3 separate regions of the Mus musculus genome follow, and all the other regions are linked to region 3. The links are chromatin contacts, called in public HiChIP or PLAC-seq maps. All regions are on one chromosome and are shown on one strand. The core of a region is the stretch at or near the end of the contact, and the rest is flanking DNA. Distances in the headings are between cores, read along the strand shown. Region 1 has its middle 35 kb from the start of Zfp534. Region 2 overlaps Zfp993 (zinc finger protein 845). Region 3 has its middle 3.9 kb from the start of Gm46898.

Region 1 (5,078 bases), core at 2,153-4,652, 330 kb after region 3:
AATTAAAGAACTACTAGTTAGTGATTATAAGACAAAAATGCATTCATAGTTTCAGCTTCTTTTTTCTTCCACGGCCATCAAGGGCACCGTCCATCTTATGTTTCTGTGTGGAAGGTTTTGGTCCTCTTTTCTTTTTCTCTGCCTTCTCCTTTTCTTCTAGTTCCATACTTTCTCTTTCAATCAAAGTAATTAAGGTATTACACCTCCTCTGGAGCGCCATCGCAGTTCTGGACTTGAGAAACCAATCAAATCTAAACTGAGGGGAGTTTCGGATGCATTGTCGTAATTCATCATACACATTTTCCTTGTCGAAGCCAAGCTTGTGCAGCATACAAATGAGAAAACGATCCTCTTCTTCAGTATAGTTTTTTTCCTTTGTTAGTACCATATGATATTCTTAGCTGATGAAAGTGTGCTTTGTACCGTCCAATCTTTGTATCTAGTGCTTTCTTGATACTTATTCTTCTTTGAATTCTTGCCTCTCCCCTTTCAATCTGAGCCATAATCTTCTCTATGTCCTGAAGCTCATTGCATCTTTCCCAGAACACAGCTGAGTATTCAATGACTTCTTCTGGAGTTTTTCCTTCTAATTCTCTGGCTATATTTTCAATATCATCACGACCCCACTTCTCATTAGCCTTGATAAACTGGTTAAAATCTCTCTTATTCCAATTTGTAAACCCCTGTGTCAGAAGCTTCTCTTTTTCCTCTAACTCCTCGTCATTGAGGGTCTCTGCTTCATCAATTTTTAGCTGTTCTTTCTATGCCTGTGCTGCATTAGGTAGATCAGGACTCCAAGGTACCTTATACCCAATAGTTTTCCTGTAATACAGAATTTCTTTTTCCAGTAATTCACATAAACCTGGAGGAAAGAACTGGAAATCCTGAACATTTAGTTGTTTTGGAGGTCGAGGTGCCTTGGGTGCTTTAGGCTCACTAACACGGAGAGCTTCCCTGAAATATGCATCAACAGCATAGTTGGCTTTTCTTTCTCTTTTTGGTGGTTCAATCCACTCTGTGAATGCACTCTTTTGTTTTTCTCTATAGTCTTCTCCTTCAAAGTTATAAACACTGGACTCTGTATCCATCGTAAAGTTTCTAAGTGAACGTTCACCCATCTTGGAGAGCTTTTCATTCATTTCTGCAGTCTTCTTTGCACCTCTTTCTAAAATACCATCAATATCCTCATCAGTGATTTCACTTTCTTTTGAAGCAAACACATGTGTGGCACCACGTCGAATCATTTGAAGCATTTCATCTTTCCCAATTTTGTTCAGGTTCTGATCTACAAGCCTCCCTTGTTGAATTACTATCGAATCCAGTCTAAGTTTCATCTCAGCACGTTCCACTATTCTTTCTTCCACAGTGTTATCAGTTATAAAGCGAAACACTCGGACAGTCTTCCTTTGTCCAATTCTATGGGCATGGTCCATAGGCTGAAGATCAATTTGAGGATTCCAATCTGAATCATATAAAATTACTACATCAGCAGTTGCAAGATTGATGCCCAGACCACCAGCACGTGTGTTTAGCATAAATACAAACTTTGTGCTATTTGGTTCATTGTATGCATTGATGGAGTCTTGTCTCTCATCATGGGGTGTCTGTTCATCCAACCTGCAGTACTCATAATTTCTCCACATGCAATAATCTTCCAAAATGTCTAATACTCTTGTCATCTGACTAAAGATTAGTACTCTTGAACCTTGTTCTTTCAGTTTAGGGAGTAGCTTGTCTAACACCACCATCTTGCCACTGTTGGTAACAAGATGCGTATCTGTTGTGTACAGTGGACCAGGTTCAGCTCCATCGAAGAGATACGGATGATTGCAGCATTTCCTCAACTGCATCAAAATGTTCAATAGCCTCATTTTGTCCATCTTCCCTGCTGAGTTTAATATGTCTATATCTTTTATTAATATCCGAGTATACCATTCTCTTTGCATTTTGCTAAGACCCACATAGATTTTTACTTCTTTTTTTGGAGGCAAACTCTTTTCAACATCAGCTTTAATTCGACGAAAGAGGAATGGACACAAAACCATATGAAGCCTCTCAACTAGCTTTTGATCCCCAAGGCAATTATTTGTATCAACCCAGGAATCAAAGTCATCAGCTGAATTAAACACATTTGGAAACAAAAAGTTTAGAAGTGACCAGAGCTCATGCAGGTTGTTCTGAAGAGGCGTCCCTGTTAGCAACAGCCGATTTGTAGTCTTGAATTCTCTCACTGTTTCTGACAACTTAGATTTTTTCATTTTTTATCCTGTGAGCTTCATCTATAACTAAGTATCTCCAGTTGAATTTTTTTGAACACAGACTTTCTCTTTAATAAGCATTTCATAAGATGTGACACACACATCCCACTCTCCTGGTAATAAAACATCCCTGACAAATACAGCTCTTTGCTCTTCATCTCCTATCAAGCAAACAGACCTAAGTGTTGGTATCCATCTCTTGAATTCACTCATCCAGTTGTGCAATGTAGACTTGGGAACCAAAACCATATGAGGACCAGGAATATTTCTATAGTGTTTCCTGTATCCAAGAAGAGAAATTGTTTGAAGTGTCTTTCCCAAACCCATTTCATCTGCAAGGATCCCATTGATGCCATTCTCATACAGAGAGATGAGCCAATTCAATCCTCGCACCTGATAATCTCTCAGTTTACCCCATTTTACATATGATGGAGAATCTTCAAATCGAGTACAAACATTAGTTGCTTTGGAACTTTCTGTTAATAGCTCTTCATCCTCCTCTTGCTCTGTTCTACAGTGTCGGTAATCTCCAACTGAAAGCAAATTCTGTTTTTCATCCTTTTTACCCGTGGGCGCCCTGGTTTCATCTTCAAGGGTGAGGTTGGAGTCTTCTGAGCAGCAGGCTGAATGAAATGAGCGAACAGCTCTGTCTGCTTTAATAAATACTCAAATCTATTTGCTCGGTCAGTTTGCATTTTTTCTTCATATGTAGGATCTGGTTCTTGGATTTCTTTTTGCTTTCCAGGTGATCCATTATCAAATACTTCCTCCATCTCGGTGTCCGCGGGGCCGGGGCACGAGCCCGCAGCCCTCGGGGCCGCCTTTGTTGCCGCTGCTGCTCCCGCCGGGCGCCGAGGGCTTGGAAGGCGCGCTCTCGGGAGGCGGGAGCGGCGGAGGCTCCACCGCGGACGACATGTTCCGGCTGCGTCACCCGCCGCGGCCACGGGCAGGCGCGGCGCCGAGGGAAGCAGCTTGGGCCTGCGCGACACTGGCGTCCGGGCCGCCGGAGGAGCGAGACGCGCCCGGAAGTTCTCACGCGCGAGGGGTCCGCCACCGACCCGAGCCGGCCCAGCCGTGCCGCTCGCCTCGCCGTCCTCTTCCACGGAACTCTGCCTCACTGGCGTTTACCTCACGGCGGGAATCACGTCGACGGGAGTGGGCGGGGCCAGTGGGGTCACGGAGGTCAGGGAAGGCGGGCTGACTCTGAGGAGGCGGAGGGCCGAGGGAAAGGGAAAGGAAAACGGAAAGTTCTCAGAGGCCTCCCGGCGCCTTCTCCTCTCCGGGAGTAAATTCTCTTCTCCAGCCAACCAGGACAGATACCTACGCCACCCGCTCTCAACCCTCGCGAGATCGCTCGTTCCCCCTTAGAAGGCCGGCTCGCGAGGGCGCGTGCGCATGCTCCTCCTTGGCCCCGCCTCCTCCAGGCCTCTAGCGGGCTGTGGAGCCGAGTGGACAGGGCCTCGAGGAAGTGGTGCTTTGGGCCTCCTCTCCTCTGAGTAAAGCGAGCTGGGTCTTCAGCGCTCCCTTAACGGCTGGGCTCGCTGGCTCCCACTGCCCGCTAACAGGGGATGGCTAACAGGTTCAGAGGTTCAGTCCATTATCATCAATATGGGGACATGGCAGGATCTAGGAAGCCTCTCACACCCCAGGTCTATAAGACTTTCTAGAGGTTTCTCTCCAATCTCCAAATTCTACTGCTCCATATTTCCATTCATTCTTCTGGCCCTCTGGGCTCTCTCTTGTCTCCCACCCATAACTCATTCTGCTCCCCTTTTTCCCTCCCTCTCACTTTTCCCACCTAAGTCCCTCTCTCCCTCTACCGCCATTGATAACTTAGGCAGAGAAGAAATAAAACAACTAGTTCATTTTTTTAAATAACTTTTGAGATTACAATTAAATCATTTCAATCTCTTCAGTCATCCCTAATGTTGAATATTAAAACCTGGAACAAAAGGCCAACGTGCCTATTTAACAAATCAAATCAGTCCTTGGTTCCAGGTTCTCCAAACAGTCCTCTATCCCTACCTGCTACAGTGCAATGCTGTCCTTTCCAGACCCCTAGCACAGAGGTTGGGCAAATGTCCTCCCAGCTGCTTTTCTTCATGTAATGCATCCATTTGGCTACCTGGTCTTTTTTACTGATCATTCACCCTCCTGGCCTCTGGGTCTGGCTTTCCTGCTCCCTCTCCTCATGAGGCTCATGGTTCTGTCCATTGTAGACTGTTCCTGTGTCCGGCTATTCTCTTTCTTTTGATGATAAGACACATTCTACTTCACCATATTTAGGAGAAGCCATATCCTTTCCTTTTTATGTCATTTCTTTTTTTCATAGGTTTACTGTTTATTTAAAGTTAAATGTTACAGAGTTCTTACACTGTCGGAACCATGCCTGAGAACCCAAAGATAGAAATTGTACAATGGCAGCCTCATCCACCCAGTGTATTAAAACTTGATTGATATGCATTTTTATAATTTCACAATCTTAAAAAATAACAAAAGCTGGGTGTTGTGGTGCACGCCTTTAATCCTAGCACTCGGGAGGCAGAGGCAAGGGGATTTCTGAGTTCGAGGCCAGCCTGGTCTACAAAGTGAGTTCCAGGACAGCCAGGGCTAAACAGAGAAACCCTGTCTCGAAAAACCGAAAAAAACAAAAACAAAAACAAAACAAAACAAAAAAACAAGACTTGGAATTTACATCTGCTGCAGGTCTTCAGCGTTCTAGTACAGTATGCCATTAAACAAACCTCATCATGTTTCTGTTCACATCTTAAACCATAACCCCAAACAGAATGTGTGTTTGTGTGTCATGCTTGGGTAAAG
Region 2 (4,443 bases), core at 511-3,010, 500 kb before region 3:
ACTGGAAGAAAATTATTCTGATCCAGAATCCAGACAGTAATCCAGTAAAGTAAGCGATCAAAATTATTCAAAAGATACTGTCTCATTTTGTCTTAATCCATAGTAAAAGCCAGGCAGTGGTGCACTCCTTTAATTCCAGCACTTTGGAGGCAGAGGCAGGCGTATTTCTGAGTTTGGTCTACAAAGTGAGTTCCAGGACAGCCAGGACTACACAGAGAAACCCTGTCTCGAAAAAACCAATATCCAAAAACAAACAAACAAACAAAAATCCATTGAAAATTTTCCACTTATTAAAATATCTACTCCTGAAATCATCACCGCACAGCATGGTAGGCTGAACCTTGGAAAAATTCAAAGAAATTCAGGAAGAATGGCTACCTGGGGTACCTGTTAACATATCAATGAAGTCATAGTTGGATAGGTGCTTTCTTGGCTGCTGGTTATCTCTAGACCTGCCCCTCTATTCTCTATCACATCCTCAATTCCCCTCCCCCACCTGATGGCCTGGTTCAGTCTGGACCCAACCAGATATCTCTGAATTCACTAAAATGCCAAAAATTAACCTTACCACCAGCACAAGAACCAGGTATCTTCTTGAAGTGCTGTAGGTTGCATTTGTTAGGAAAATGATAAAGCCTCATAGGAAAGTACAATGGCCTATAAAATGCCTGTAGCATGTGACCAAAATCTATCACTTGGTCAGGATGTATTATTTGATAAACCTGGCCCACATGGAGGAATTGGTTTTTCTCTGGCGACACTCAGGTTTAACAGAACCTACTATATATCTTCAAGTCTGATAATCTGTCTCACACACATTCTCTATGAATGATTATTATTCACCTTACAGCATTTTCTTTTCAGGGTCTTCTTTTCTTTTCTTTTTTCTTTTCCTTTCTTTGTATTTATAACCACCTATTGAATTCAATTTTCATATCCTATGTTGTCCTCATTTCCTTAAGGAAATTTCTCCTCACAAGTACCTTGCTGCAATCCTGTCTTCATGTTTTATTCAAACCTAAGGTGTGACACTAATAACAAAGCATATGTAGACACATTTCTCAATGATGTATTTACATCAAAGTATGCATATACCTCTGTGTTCAGCTAACGGAGAATATAACTTTGCTTGGTTAATGATAATATTTACAGCCATACGATGGTGCTTTATAAGGAATATTTTCTAATTCTATCAAATCTGCACTGGTCCCCATATGACAAATACCTACAAAGCTCTCTCGGGATGCCTACTCAGTTCCCTAGAGAAAGGGAAATTAAATGGCAAATTGAGGAACAGGGGAGTTAAGAAAGCATTGAATTCGAGGAACTTTATTAAGGCCTTTGCAAAAACAACCCTCCCGGTATACAAACTCCACAGAGGGCCAAGGATGTACAGGGTTGTTTTATAAAAATATTCTGGCAACCATAAAATCAATTAAAACATCACCATAAACTCAATTCACAGGAACTAAAACTTCCTGATAATGGTAAGATATCCACAACAGAATTGTAAGAGTGGCAGAAAACGCACCCCTGCTCCACGCGCCTGCCCTGCTCCTGCCCGTTTCCCAGCACAAAAGCTCCTCTGACCTGGCAGGTGACAGGACCAGCTGCTGAATATCCTAGGAGGCCAGCACAGCAACTGCAGCTTAAGGAAGTTTTCAGGTTCCGCAAACACTAGGCACTAGTCTCCCTCCACGACTTCCTGACCACGAGGCAGCCGAGAAACATTGAGAATGCTGGAATGGCGGAAATCTAGGTTCCTCAGAGCCACTCCTTCTGGACCCGCCCAATACTCAGCAGCTTCCTGCCATTCTTCTAAGCCCACCTACTTCAGGACTTTTTAATTAATTAGCTTCCCGGTTCTTCAGAGCAATTTTTGTTGGTTTGGATTTTTGCTTGCTTGCTTATTTAATTCATTGATTGATTGATTCTTTGTTTTTATTTTGTCTTTTTCTTAAACTTATCTAATCATGTAGGAGGCCCAACCTCCCCATCAGGAACCACTCCTCCAACTCTGTTGTGGAAACACAACTTCTCAGGATCTACTCTCCTCAGCTTCCCACAAGGTTGCTGCCAGACTAGACCAGAACTGAATGTAGTAAGACACTGCACCTGGGTTCTGAATCCTTCAGATACAACGGATCCTGCCTAACTTCTCACAATGGGAGTCTATCCTCCTGGGCTAAAAATGCACACAATTAAGCAGTCCCTCTGAATTCTGATGCTCAATACCCAAAACAAAGTAAAGTTAAGATAAAATGTCTTTGGCTCAAACTATCAACTGTGTATGTATCTTATAAAGATAGCAATTTACATGATATCCTAGGTAAAGAATAGAAAACCCAGAGTCATTATCAAAGAGATTAAAGTGTGTAAACCACATATATCAACTGAAAGAGAACAGGAACAAAATGATTCTTGGGCTAAAGAATAATAGCAAATGCCTAAAGGAAAGGAGGACAACGTAGGATATGAAAATTGAGTTCAATATGTGCTTAGAAATAAACAAGGAAAAGATCCTGAAAAGAAAATGCAGTAAGGCAAATAATAATAACTCATAGAGAACGTGTGAGAGACAGATTATTAGACTAGGACAAAATGTAGAGGAATTGGATACCTTAGTCAAAGAAAATGATGAATAAAATGATGTTAGGTTTAGGCACAATATTATTTACTGCTTGAAGGGTGAGGCAATAAAGAAAAATTCCTTTCAAAAAGTGTTTAGATATTTGGCAAAAGAAAGAAAGAATAAAGAAAGGAAAGAAGGAAGGAAGGAAGGAAGGAAGGAAGGAAGGAAGGAAGGAAGGAAGGAAAAAATAGAAAGAGACCTACAATACATACTGAACTGTTTAGCCATTTGTTCATAGAAGATTCCCTGATTGTGCTCTATAATATTCTATGTATACCCATGCATATCTTCATAGGCTGTGGAAAGGAGACTGGAGAATTACCCAAGTCACCTTAGAGAATATGGCTGGAAGTCAACTCTTTCATGAAAGTAATGAGTTCCAGGATTCTCTTGTGACCTCTGAGGTTCAAAACCTGTTGTGATGACTGTGAGAGGTTAAAAATGGATTCTAGGCCAGCATGGAAGTAAGAGCTCAGAAGCACAAGTCTAGACCTGATGGTCTTTCTTTAGAGAACAGGGTTCTGAGCCCATGGACACCTTGTTACCCATTGTGGTGAGTTTTATATTTTCCCATATTGTGCTTATGTTAAAAAAAAAAAGAAAGAAAGAAAGAAAAATTATGTCACAAGTTCACAAGTTAATTGATTCTGCATATATGTACAGATTAACCACACTGGTGATTAATAATGCACATGAGTTAAGAAAAGAATCAATAACCTTTCCCTCAGAGATAATTTAACTAAGTCTGAGTCCAAAGTTGAATTCTCTACTACCTGTTATCTAAGGCTTCCATCCCCTGGGTGTCTAGTCAGTTAATCTAAACCTGTAACTTGCTGAATGCTGCCTTGTATATATCTCTTCCTGTGTGTCTGCCTTCTGTCTCCATGTTTGTGTCTCTCTGTGTACTCTATATATGTCTGTTGGCTTTTGTGTCACCATTGCTGGTCTTAAGAAAGACCTTTGCAATATTTTCGGGAACATCAAGAAAATGCCATTACATGGGAAAGGAATGGTATAGTATACAGAAATTTTTAACAGAGCTTGAAAATGTAAAGGAGGGAAATACCTAATTAAAAAAAATAAGCAAACACTGCAGGGTATTGACAACAAAAGGTGTGGCATTTTACAAACTGACAATAAGTCTTCATTGCTAACGAGCAGACTTACACAACTCACTGTGTATGAAGAGGTCAAGCTGGTGACTCCAAGAATATTGGCTCTTATGTTCCACAGTCCTTGTTATGGGAAGGGTTTTGCAAGCTACAAAAAGTGAAATATATACACAGAACCAACCAAAAAGACATTGATCTAAAATTTGTCCTTCCTCCAAAATATGCTAGGTCAATGATGTCATGAATTTATTGTGAATATCCAATCAATATCTAATTTGACTTAAAACCCAAAGCACCCCTGTTAAAAGTTTTATATGTGTGTGTGTGTGTGTGTGTGTGTGTGTGTGTGTGTGTGTGTGTGCACATTGCATATGGACATGAGTGTAGTGGGCATACTTGTGGACACACCAGTGTTATAAATAATGAGAAGAAGGTTTCTATATCGTTTAAAGCATAGGCCTTTCATTGGAGCAGTCTACCAATGATCATTTAAATTTCAGACTATTCAAGCCTATGACCTCATATGTAGCTTGCTCTTTACCTCTCTGCCCCTGTTCCCATCTATCTGTTCTCTTCTCTGTCTCCCACTAAATCTCTTCCACCTGCTTGCTCTTCCCTACATCACTTTTTCCATCCAGAGTTTCCACCCTCCAATTCTTGTCCCAGGAATTGGATGTTAGGTTTTTTTCTTACAAGCAA
Region 3 (4,447 bases), core at 212-2,711:
TTTGATGGTTATCCCAGTGGTGACTTATCTTATTTCTTTTTTTTTTAAGATTTACTTATGTATTATATGTAAGTACACTGTAGCTGTCTTTGGACACTCCAAAAGAGGGTATCAGATCTCATTATGGATGGTTGTGAGCCACCATGTGGTTGCTGGGATTTGAACTCAGGATCTTTGGAAGAGCAGTTAGAGCGCTTAACTGTTGAGCCATCTCACCAGCCACCCTTATTGTTTCTTTAACGTTCTAAGTCACTTTCCTACATATAATATAAAAAGAATAATTGAGTAGGCCACACTATTCTTAGTATAAAACTGTTAAGTGTATTTATGTTTGTATGTATGTGTTTTTGTTTGCTTGTTTGTTTGTTTTTGTACTGGGCCATCTATAAATTAATAGATTTACATGTTTACTGAAGATCTCTATTTTGTTTCCTTTTCACAATGAGGATTATAGGAAATGTAATACAAACAAATAATAATGTTGAAAATTTTTTCTTTCTTTTTTTGTGGTTTTGATTTTTTTTTTTTTTTTTGAGATAGTTTCTGGGACTCTGCCTTCTGGGTGCTGTAATTAGAAACCATGCACCATGGCTGACCACCCAGCTATTAAATGTCTATTATGTATGAATATATATATGGTTATATGTTTTATTGTTGTTTTCATAATACATGTCGACATAAAAGCCAGAGTACTCGTCTTAAAGGGACCATATCTTAAAGGGAGATGATTAATATGAGTTTTTATTTTTATTTTTTTTTGCAATTTGGTCAACAAATATTGAGTACTGTGCCCTTGCCTCGTAGCTCTATGTCAAAATATGGCTCTATGTCAAAATACATGATAAACAAAACAGCAATCGGCCTTGGGCAAGGAGTTTCTAAAACAGCTCCGCTGCATGGTTCTATTTTGCCGGTTTTTTTTTTTTTAATCCACCTATTGATTTTGAGGATTATATTCTAGCCTAAGGAATCGATTTAGACCCAAATAGTTGGTTCTGATCTAACGACAGCAAAGTCTAGGCGCCACTGGGGCACTGTTGTATCTCCTAACAGCTAATCCCAAATAAAGACTCCAGGTGTTTGGGTCCAAGCTGACTCCCTCCCCCCTCCCTCCCCCCCCCACCCCCCACCCCCCATGGTAAACTTCCTAAGGTTGACTGGGGTCCTTGGATGGAGAACCTCCAAACGAATGGACAGCATATCCACCAGAGGGTGCTGTGAGGACAGGTCTGTGGTGGGAGGGGAGCTCGCCCAGTGACCCTCAAACCCAGGTAGGCTTTATTAGTTGGTTTTTCTTTCTTCTTCATGTTTCCTTCCTACCCGCTAAAACCGTCGTTACCCCTCCCCCCACTCAGGGTCTCGTTTTGAAGATAGTGATTCGACTTTCGCCGCGACTACAGCAGAGCTGTGTTCCAGAGGAAGTGTTATCTCTGTCGCGGCTGGAGACGTCCTGTCCCTGGACCGCCCGGGGCGCAGGCGGTGGGTGGGTGGGGACCTCCGAGGCCGCAGCTCGCCGTTGCGCCGCAGGGGCCGCGAAAGGGTTAACCCGGCGGGGGGGGGGGGTGCGAGAGGAGGGAGGGGGCGCGGGCCGCGCGTGCGCTCTGCCGCCCTCCATTGTCTCCACAGCGGCGAGGAGCGCCGGCGAACGCAGCCCGGGACGGAGCAGGGCGGCGCGGCTGGCTGGCGGGGCCGGCGGCGGCTGGAGCCGGAGCACGACGCCACGCGACCGCGGCTTCCAGAGCTCCGCCTGGCTACCCCACCGCCGCGAGCCCTCCCGAAGCCTGGAGGAGTGAGGGCCGCCGGCGCGGGCTGTGGAGTCCTGAGACGGGGGACGCGAACGGCGCGGCGCCTCCCTCCCTTCGCTGCGGCTCCTTAGGCTCCTGAGCCCGGGGGGCGGCCTGTGGCGCGAGGCGCCGGCTCTGGACCCCGCTTCTTCGGACCTGGGCTCCGGAGCCTCGCTGGCGGATGCTCTACCTCTGCACATCGCACCCAGGTGGTTCAGCTCGCACCTAATATGAGTTTTTAAATAAAACATTTTCAAATCTGCTTTTAGGGTAAGATATACATACTCCCACTGTACTGGTCTAGATGCTATCTCTTTGATCCTTATCCCACTTCTGGCCTGTATTGCTTGAGGATATACATTAACTTGTCCCATATTTCTTGAGGACCTACATTAACTTTAAGAGATGGTTGCACCTTCTGTAGGATATGATCTTCCTGTGCACTCCCTTGAAATACTAAACTCTATTCCAAAGATTAAAAGGATGATTTATGCCTGTGCTTTCGTATACATATCACATATATGGCAATAGACATATGAATATGAACGCTTTGAAGATGTTTATGTGATTTTCTTACTACTTCTGCCTCTTTAAAGTCAAACGAATGCGCTTTTCAAGAACTATGTAAGAGATAACTCTAAATAACTTTTTAAATTATTATTTAAGAACCTACTTTAAGGCTTATACAGATATTTTAGAGTTTACAGATGATTAATATATTGCAACATAATGATATATTTTTAAAAATTAGTTATCCTTGTTATTAGCTTAAAAATGAATAATTAAGTCAAACTCTATCCTGATCTGGATGTCTTATCATATTTTGTTACCTCTTAAGTACAATAAAAGTAAATGCTGTTTCTAACAACAAAACTCCATGTCCTCTTACACTGCATAATGGCTTAAATTTTAACACATACTTAATTTAAATTTGGTCACAAAACTACTAATGTATTTTAACTACTTATAACAGATATCTAAAACACTATGTTTTATGTGTTTTAGATAAAGCCTCTTGGTCTTCCATTTTTAATTAACTCATTAAAATTGTTTTCTAAATTTCATGATAACAAGAAGAATGAAGTATATTGTAAAAAATTATTTAAACTGGATATATTTGTTAATAAGTTAAAAATAATAAAGAGTTTCTGGTTTCCATCTGCTCCTGGAGCTGACCCTGTGCCACAGCTCTCCAAACCCAAATTCCTCTGGGAGAAAGCTGGTCTTCCAGGAGTGCTGACACACCTGAGAGCACAGGTAAGACCACCACTTCTGCTCAAATACCCAGCCCAAGAGGACCCTCCTAGAGCCCTCAGGACACAGGAACCAAGAAGCAGCCTGGGACCAGATCCTTCTAGAATCTATCTGCACTCGGAGCTGACCTTGTGCCACAGCTCTCCATACCCAAATCCCACCATAAGAGAACTGGTCTCCCAAGAGTGCTGACACACAGGCTTACAGGAGGGACAAGCCACAGTCAGAGACAGAAAGACCAGAAAACACCACAGAAAACCAGATGGCAAGAGGCAGGCACAAGAATATAAGCAACAGAAACCAAGGCTACTTGGCATCATTAGAACCCAGTTCTCCCACTACAGCAAGCCTTGGATACCCCAACACACAGGAAAAGCAAGACTCTGTTTAAAATCACATCTCATGATGATGATAAAGGAATTTAAGAAGAACATAAATAACTCTCTTAAAGAAATACAGGAGAACTCGGATAAACAGCTAGAAACCCTTCAAGAGGAAACATAAAAATCCCTTAAGGAATTACAGGAAAATACAACCAAACAAGCAAAGGATTGAACAAACTCATCCAGATTCTAAAAATGGAAGTAGAAACAATAAAGAAATCACAAAGGAAGACAAACTTGGAGACAAAAAACCTAGGAAAGAGATCAGGAGTCATAGATGCAAGCATCACCAATAGAATAAAAGAGATAGAAGAGAGAGACTCTCAGGTGCAGAAGATACCACAGAAAACATGGACACAACAGTCAGAGACAATGCAAAAAGCAAAAAGCTCCTAACCAAAGGAAAACAAAACAAAAACAAAAAAACAAACAAACAAACAAAAAACCCCAGGAAATACAGGATATAATGAGAAGACCAATGTTAGGGATAATAGGTATAGAAGAGAGTGAAGATTCCCAACATAAAGGGGCAGTAAATATCTTCAACAACATTATAGAAGAAAATTTCCATAACTTAAAGAAAGAGATACCCATGAACATACAAGAAGTCTACAGAACTCCAAATAGGTTGGACCAGAAAAGAAATTCCTCCTGGCACTTGATAGTCAAAACACAAAATGCACAAAACAAAGAAAGAATATTAAAAGCAGTAAGGGAACAAGGTCAAATAACATATAAAGGCAGACCTATCAGAATTGCACCAGACTTCTCACCAGACTATGAAACTAGAAGATCCTGGGCCAATGTCATACAAACGCTAAGAGAACAACAATGCCAGCCCAGGCTACTATAGCCACCAAAAATCTCAATTATCATAGATGGAGAAACCAAGATACTCCAAGACAAAACCAAATTTACATAATATCTCTCCACAAATCCAGCCCTACAACAGGTAAAAGATGAAAAACTCCAACACAAGAAGGGAAACTCTACCCTAGAAATAGCAAGAAAGTAATCTTTCAACAA

Evidence for each region. HiChIP or PLAC-seq counts read pairs in DNA pulled down with a chosen protein or histone mark.
Region 1: an H3K4me3 HiChIP or PLAC-seq map of embryonic stem cells shows a contact between it and region 3, with 1.7 times the contacts expected there. The contact joins two enhancer-like sites. A contact is called at or near these places in 2 of 115 datasets of contacts at active chromatin or transcription factors (embryonic stem cells and stem cell-derived neural progenitor cells).
Region 2: a contact with region 3 is called in an H3K4me3 HiChIP or PLAC-seq map of embryonic stem cells, with 4 times the contacts expected there. The contact joins two enhancer-like sites. A contact is called at or near these places in 3 of 115 datasets of contacts at active chromatin or transcription factors (embryonic stem cells, regulatory T cell precursor and stem cell-derived neural progenitor cells).

Annotation. Positions count from the first base shown.
Region 1 is chr4:147,735,434-147,740,511 of GRCm38.p6, forward strand. It overlaps the pseudogene Gm13136. Among named protein-coding and RNA genes, the nearest start is that of Zfp534, 35 kb to the left of the region's middle. Within about 2 kb of position 3,403, at least 31 of the 459 cell types and tissues checked have an H3K27ac peak or open chromatin away from gene starts, as enhancers often do. A contact at or near this core is called in embryonic stem cells, where this site is marked.
Region 2 is chr4:146,907,836-146,912,278 of GRCm38.p6, forward strand. All of the region lies in intron 6 of Zfp993 (zinc finger protein 845), which reads left to right. Among named protein-coding and RNA genes, the nearest start is that of Gm21411, 8.8 kb to the left of the region's middle. Within about 2 kb of position 1,761, at least 20 of the 459 cell types and tissues checked have an H3K27ac peak or open chromatin away from gene starts, as enhancers often do. A contact at or near this core is called in embryonic stem cells, where this site is marked.
Region 3 is chr4:147,405,585-147,410,031 of GRCm38.p6, forward strand. No RefSeq gene overlaps it. Among named protein-coding and RNA genes, the nearest start is that of Gm46898, 3.9 kb to the right of the region's middle. Within about 2 kb of position 1,462, at least 77 of the 459 cell types and tissues checked have an H3K27ac peak or open chromatin away from gene starts, as enhancers often do. A contact at or near this core is called in embryonic stem cells, where this site is marked.